Linked DNA regions of Pan troglodytes: region 2 is linked to region 1. Evidence: chromatin contacts called from public HiChIP or PLAC-seq data. All regions are on one chromosome and are shown on one strand. The core of a region is the stretch at or near the end of the contact, and the rest is flanking DNA. Distances in the headings are between cores, read along the strand shown. Region 1 holds the start of SNAI1 (snail family transcriptional repressor 1). Region 2 holds the start of PEDS1 (plasmanylethanolamine desaturase 1).

Region 1 (3,491 bases), core at 723-3,222:
TCCCCTGAGGCTCAGAGAGGTTAAGTTGCTTGCCCAAAGTCACACAGCAGGGAAGCAGAGCAAATGCCAAGGAACCATTTTTGTGAGAGTTTAGCAGGTACCGGCACTTTGCCAGGTGCTTCCCATATGCATTCCTGCATTTAGCCTGTATAGAAACCCCACGAGCTGTTCTCATGCCCATCTGAAAGATAGAGAAAATGAGGCTCACAGAAGAGAAACATCAGCCTAAGCTTTGAGAAAGTTCTCAAAGAAGGATTCAGAGCCAGGCGGGGGGTCTGACAACATCCTGTCTGGCTAGGGAGGGGGCGGACCCGGGAGAGGGTGTGGCCGGGTGGGCCCCTTCACACCTGGCCCCCACAGCAAGGTGTTGGTTGCACCTTTCCCATATCCAGCTCCGACCCATTTGGCTGAGAAACAGGCTGCAGGGGATTGGGAAGGTGTCTGCTTTGCCCATCTGCTTAGCTGATGAAGAAAGTTTCTGCCAAACGTTTCCAGAGAGCCAGGCCCTGGAACTTGAGCTAGAAGTTAGAATACTCGGGGCCTCAGTGTCCACAACTTTGGGAATGAGAACAGCAAGCCCAGATTCACAAAAGCTGCCAGAGAGAGCAACGGTGGGGGGCGCCTGGAGGGGCACGTACCAGTGTGGGTCCGGACATGGCCTTGTAGCAGCCAGGGCCTAGAGAAGGCCTTCCCGCAGGTTCCACAGACGCAGGGCAGCGTGTGGCTTCGGATGTGCATCTTGAGGGCACCCAGGCTGAGGTATTCCTTGTTGCAGTATTTGCAGTTGAAGGCCTTTCGAGCCTGGAGATCCTTGGCGTCAGAGAGCTGGGCCAGCTGCTTGGGCACTTGGCCCAAGCCTGGGAAGGCAGCATAGGCCTCGGCCTCCAAGGAAGAGGCTGAAGTAGAGGAGAAGGACGAAGGAGCCGGTGAGGGTGGGCTGGGGGGCTGGGAGCCTTTCCCACTGTCCTCGTCTGACAGGGAGGTCAGCTCTGCCGCCCTGGGACTCTCCTGGGGCCGAAGGGAGGCCCAGGCAATTGGCTGGGCTTGGGGCGCCAGGACAGAGTCCCAGATGAGCATTGGCAGCGAGGCGGTGGGGTTGAGGATCTCCGGAGGTGGGATGGCTGCCAGCAGGTGGGCCTGGTCGTAGGGCTGCTGGAAGGTAAACTCTGAGGGAGAAAAAGCAGAGTCAGGCGTTAATTAAATCATTCACTCAATCAACAAACATGAGCCCACCGCTGGCCAGGGGCTGGGTGGGGCCGATTCTCAATACATAATTAGATCAAAAAAATTATCCACAGGACAGACCAGGTTCCTGCCGTCCTCGCCCAGGTCACCCAATCTGAGTCTCTCACAGACCCCCAGTTGAAGGAGGTCATTTCCTGATCTCCCTCTCCTAAGTCCCCAGTCTCCAGCCTGAGGCCAGAACCCCATCATCCCAGCCCCGGAGCCACCACCCTGCCCCAATCCCCCTCCTCACACACATCTCGTCTCCCCACCCCTCCCCTCAACCCTCTGGACTCCGGACTCTCCCCAGCAGCGTCCAGAGGGCCCTCCTGACACAGGCCTCCTCTCCTTCCCCTCTTGCGGAGCTCCTCCGCCTCTCGCCGGCTACAAAGGCCCCCCAAGCTCAAGACCCCTGCCCTCTACACGGCACTCCCCCAACCACCCAGACAGATCCCCGGAACTGGGGACCCACCTGCCCGGTCTCCCGAGCCCGCAATGGTCCACAAAACATCCTGTGACTCGATCCTGGCTCAGGCAGGCCGCCTCCCTCAGGTGCCCCCCACGCAGCCTTCGCCTGTCTCCCCCAAACCTCCTGGAGCCCAGAACCCCTCCAACGCACCTGGATTAGAGTCCTGCAGCTCGCTGTAGTTAGGCTTCCGATTGGGGTCGGAGGGCTTCCTGACGAGGAAAGAGCGCGGCATAGTGGTCGAGGCACTGGGGTCGCCGATTCGCGCAGGAGTAGCGCAGAGTAACCACTCGCTAGGCCGTGCCGCGGCGCAATGAATGCAGCAGCGCCGCCAACTCCCTTAAATACTCCAGGGGGGTGGGAGGGGAGGGGCCTTATCTGCCACGCCCCTTTGTCACCTCCGCGCCAATCGGAGGCTCGTCTCCGCCGAAGGCCACTCCCCGAGCAGGTGCGCCGGGGGCCGGCCGGGCTCGCGCCGCGTGGCGGTGAGAGCCCGGGCGGGGACTCCTCCGAGGCGGGGTTCGCTGGCGCAGCGCGAGTCGTCCCCCGCGCTGGGGCTGTCCGGGGCGGGACGTCAAGCGAAGCGAGGCCCCTGCGAGGTGGGACCCCGGCAGGGCGCCGCGCGCCCACCGGCTCAGCGCCCGGTGGTCGGAGCGCTTCTGACGCCCCCTGGCGCTGTGCGCCGGCCGGGACACCTGACCTTCCGACGCCCGCCCCCGCCTCGGGCTTGGGAGGGGGCGGAAATTTCCTCCGCCCGGCTGGCGCCTGGAGAGCGTGGCATTGACGAGGGAAACGCACATCGCTGGGGAGGAAGCGAGGAAAGGGACACCGCACGTGGCTCTCGGCGGCTTGAAATGCCACGGACTTTTTGCAAAGCAGCCTGGCCCAGCTAGCCAAGAGCACCCGTTCCTTCCCTTATCCAGTGTTTACGGAGCGCCCAGCACGTGCGGGGCACTGTACCTGGGGCCAGGGCACAGCCCCGGACAGGACACTCAGAGCCTCTCCCGAAGGGTAGCTCCTGGTCCAGTGAGGGAGACAGACGAAGTAAACAGATAATTACAATGCAAAGGGAAGTGTGCTTTGGTGGGGGAGAGACGGGACGCGGCGACCGTTAAGAGGCGGGTCACCTGACAGGGGGTCGGGGTGACTTCCCAGAGGAAGTGAAGAATTATCAAGGGAAAAGGCCCGAGGTAAGAAGTGGCAACTGCTTCAGAGTAACTCCTAGAGAGCAGCTTCCAGGGATGGGGTGGGATGGGCATGCCCGGAGGAGTCAGATGTGCTGGGCCCCAGGGCCTCGTAGGAGTTTGGACTTTGCCTCAAGGGCACTGGGGAGCCACCGAAGGATTTTCAGCTGAGGAGGGACCTGGTTAGAGTTTCGTTGAAAAAGATCCCTGTAGGCTGGCGGGAGAAAGAAGGCATGGGCCGGGCGTGTCTCCTCACCCCGTGAAGATCCTCGATCCTGTGTCTAAAGGCTGTAACACGGCTCCATAGGGGCCCTGACTGAATGCATGTGGGGTGGGCCCAAGTGAGGGGCAGCTGCACCCCCACCCCAGCTTCCCTGGGAGGCGTACCAGGCCCGGGGGTGGCGCTGAAATAAACCTCACAGGTCTCACCGTTCTTGTTTCCACCTGTGAAGGAAGACTATAAAAACCTATAAGCACCCCACACCACCACCACCACCAACCTGAAGGGCAGAACTACTGTCTGTTTAGTCACTTGGTGCCGGGTGTGACAGCCGTGAACAAAATCGTCCTCCCCTGGTTCTAGCTGGAGAGCGGGGAGTAGGCGGGGGACAGAAGCA
Region 2 (3,267 bases), core at 312-2,811, 170 kb before region 1:
GCAATGGCGCCATCTCGGCTCACTGCAACCTCCACCTCCCAGGTTCAAGTGATTCTCCTGCCTCAGCCTCCCAAGTAGCTGGGATAAGTAGCTTGCCTAATTTTTGTATTTTTAGTAGAGACAAGGTTTCACCATGTTGTCCAGGCTGGTCTCAAACTCCTGGCCTTTGGTGATCCACCGGCCTCGGCCTCCCAAAGTGCTGGGATTACAGGCGTGAGCCACCGCGTCCAGCCTGTATGGAATTTTTTTTTTTTTTTTTTTGAAACGGAGTCTCGCTCTGTCGCCCAGGCTGGAGTGCAGTGGCGCGATCTCGGCTCACTGCAAGCTCCGCCTCCCGGGTTCACGCCATTCTCCTGTCTCAGCCTCCCGAGTAGCTGGAACTACAGGCGCCCGCCACCGCGCCCAGCTAATTTTTTGTATTTTTAGTAGAGACGGGGTTCCACCGTGTTAGCCAGGATGGTCTCGATCTCCTGACCTCATGATCCGCCCGACTCGGCCTCCCAAAGTGCTGGGATTACTGGCGTGAGCCACCGCGCCCGGCCGCCTGTATGGAATTTCTATGAGAAATTATTGCATACTTTGTTGTCGGTTAGACCTGGGGTAAATCCCTGCTGCTGTCATTTATCTGCCGAAGTATTAGACGCATCCGGCTGAGCCTTAATTCATTCATCAAGCATTTATTGAGCTTCTACCATGTTCCAGCCCCGATCCTGGCACGGGGGCCCTGATGTAAACAAAGCTGTTCTCTGCCCTCAGGAGCTTGCTCTCTGATAGGAGAGACAGGGACTGCAAGCTCAATCCCCACCAGAAGCGCTGTGAAGACAAAACAGGGTGATGTCACAGTGACTGGAGGAGGGGGCACCTTTGAGCAGGGTGGTGGTGGTGGGGCTCTCTGAGGAGGCAATACCATTGGTGTTTAAGAGTCAAATAAATGTTGCTCGTCTAGCTCTTGGTCCAGCACCTGACAGATATTAAGCGCTCAGCAAATCTCATAGTGACCCTAGTTGTCATTTTCATTAGTTTACTGTCCTCGCCACCGGGAGAACATGAGCTGGGGAGGATGCGGGGCAGGCTCGACGTTTCTCCTCTTTGGGCGCACAGCACAGAGCTGGCACACAGCTGATGAACACATGGCCCCCGAAACCTCTGCACACAGTAGGGCTTGATAAACCAGCCCACTGTCCATCGGCCTCGCTAGGGAGCATCGTACAGAGCACCCGCCAAATGCTTCCTGGCCTCGGCCCCAGCCCGGCGCCCTGCCCTCGCGTTCCTTGCACACAGTGGGCGCTTAACGCTGCCGGCTCAAGAAATGCCCATTTCTGGGCCCAGCCTCGGCCCATTGCATGGGCCCGTGAACCGAAGCCTAGCTGGGCGGCGACGCGCTGCGAGCTCCCAGTGGGCTGGAGCCGGGAGCCCTGCCGGGGCTGAGCTGGGAAGGCGGGCACGCGCCTCCGCCCCAAGCTTCCGCGCCCAGCTGCGTCCAGCTGCGGCCCAGCCCCCGGCTCGCGGCGGTTGGCTGCGGCTCATCGACGTCCGATTGGCCTGCGCGGCTCCGGCGCGAGCCCCGATTGGCTGTGACGCGCGCCGGGCGAGGACCCCGCCCGCGCCGCCGCCGCGCCCGGCGCTGGGCGGTCATTGGGCGGCGTGATCAAGCCGCGGTTCCGCGGCCCTGCCGCCGCCGCCGCCAGCAGAGCGCACCGGGCCGATCGGGCGAGTGGCCATGGCGGGCGCCGAGGACGGGCCGGGCCAGCAGCTGGAGCTGGACGAGGACGAGGCGTCTTGTTGCCGCTGGGGCGCGCAGCACGCCGGGGCCCGCGAGCTGGCTGCGCTCTACTCGCCAGGTAAGACCTCTGGGCCCCCCTCCAGGCCTGCGGTCACCAGCCCCGGCTGCGGACAGCGACCCCAGACTGGAGTCCCAACCTCGGGCCCAGATGCGGAACTCCAGCCCGGGTGTCTAACTTGCAAATAGCAAGTTCGGGGACCCCACCCCAGTGTCCCTTCCGAACCCAAGCCAGAACCTTGGCCCCGGGGTTTCCTGGCTGCAAAGACACTCCCCAGATCAAGAAATTACCATAAGCTCCCTGGGCGACAAACGGAGCTCCCATCGGACCCGCAGATACGGAATCCTAGCCCCGGGGCATTCTCGGTTGTGAAGAGTGCTCCCAGACTTAGAACCCCACCCCTTCATCCCCCCAGGACCCCGTCCAAGCCCAAAGCTGCCCTTCAGCTGTAAGCACTGCCCTCAGGCCCCTAAAAGTCACACCTCATCCTGGGTTCCCCAGATCTGGAATCTACATCCTAGTACCTCCTCTGTGCCCTAGCCCAGGCCCTGGGCTGCAAACAATGACCTCACCTCCCTAACCTGGGAATGTCAGCCCCTCTGCCCAGGGAACCCTAACTCAGGGGCTTCCAGCTGCACGGTACCCCCCACACCCTTCCCCCAAAACCCCATCCTAGTGATAGCTTCAGTGGCTACAGACCGATATCCTCTCCCCAACCCTCCAGTGGTGAGCATCAGTCCTTGCCCCATATTCCTGGATCCCAGGCAGTGAGGGGACTGAATGTACCCCACTGTAAGCTCCCCTGTACATAAGCCCCAACTCTAGCTCTTGCCCCTCCCTCACATCCATGTATTGGCCCCTTCCTTAGGACTTGGGACTGGAACCCCCATATTCCCCAGACCAGATCATAAGTTGGAGTTCACCTCTCCCTCTCTGTCCCTTTCCCTCAGGCCACGGTTTCTCCCTAGCTTCTTCCTGCTTTGCTCACTGTATATGCTCCAGCAAGCACTCCCCCTACACCCACTTTTGTGACTCCTATGTGAGCCCTAGGAATTTTATTGTTTGGCCTCAGGAGGGCCCTATATCCCCAGGAGTTAAGGAAGTGCCTTTGAGAACTCCCGGTTCAGGTGACTGGGAGGCACCTCTACCTGGGTGTCACCATGGAATGAAGCTTTGTTTGTCAAATATCCTGACATCCTTCCTTTTTCTGTGGGGCAGCCACCAAGCACCACATGCAGCCCTTGCCTGGAGTGGGCCTGGGGTCACTAGCACCTTAGCTTTCTGCCCTCACTGGCCTGGGTTCCATGCCGTCTCTTCCTTAAAAGGTGGCATGGCCACGGACCATTTGCATTTCCTCATTGGGTCCTAGACCACTCCATTCTCTGTATGTGATTTTTCACACCTGACTTGGGCACCTGGTCCATGCCGCTATGGTTTCTTCAGGCCTATACCCAAGACACCCAGCCTATGGACTTAAAACCTCCTG

The links. HiChIP or PLAC-seq counts read pairs in DNA pulled down with a chosen protein or histone mark.
Region 2: an H3K4me3 HiChIP or PLAC-seq map of stem cell-derived excitatory neurons shows a contact between it and region 1, with 4 times the contacts expected there. The contact joins the promoter of PEDS1 here to the promoter of SNAI1 in region 1.

The regions. Positions count from the first base shown.
Region 1 is chr21:56,266,250-56,269,740 of NHGRI_mPanTro3-v2.0_pri, reverse strand. It overlaps SNAI1 (snail family transcriptional repressor 1), which reads right to left and starts at 1,972. Exons shown (of 3, transcript XM_009437412.5): 1 at 1,844-1,972; 2 at 639-1,166. The coding sequence starts at 1,925.
Region 2 is chr21:56,439,642-56,442,908 of NHGRI_mPanTro3-v2.0_pri, reverse strand. PEDS1 (plasmanylethanolamine desaturase 1) reads left to right here and starts at 1,561. Exons shown (of 6, transcript NM_001205079.4): 1 at 1,561-1,841. The coding sequence starts at 1,721.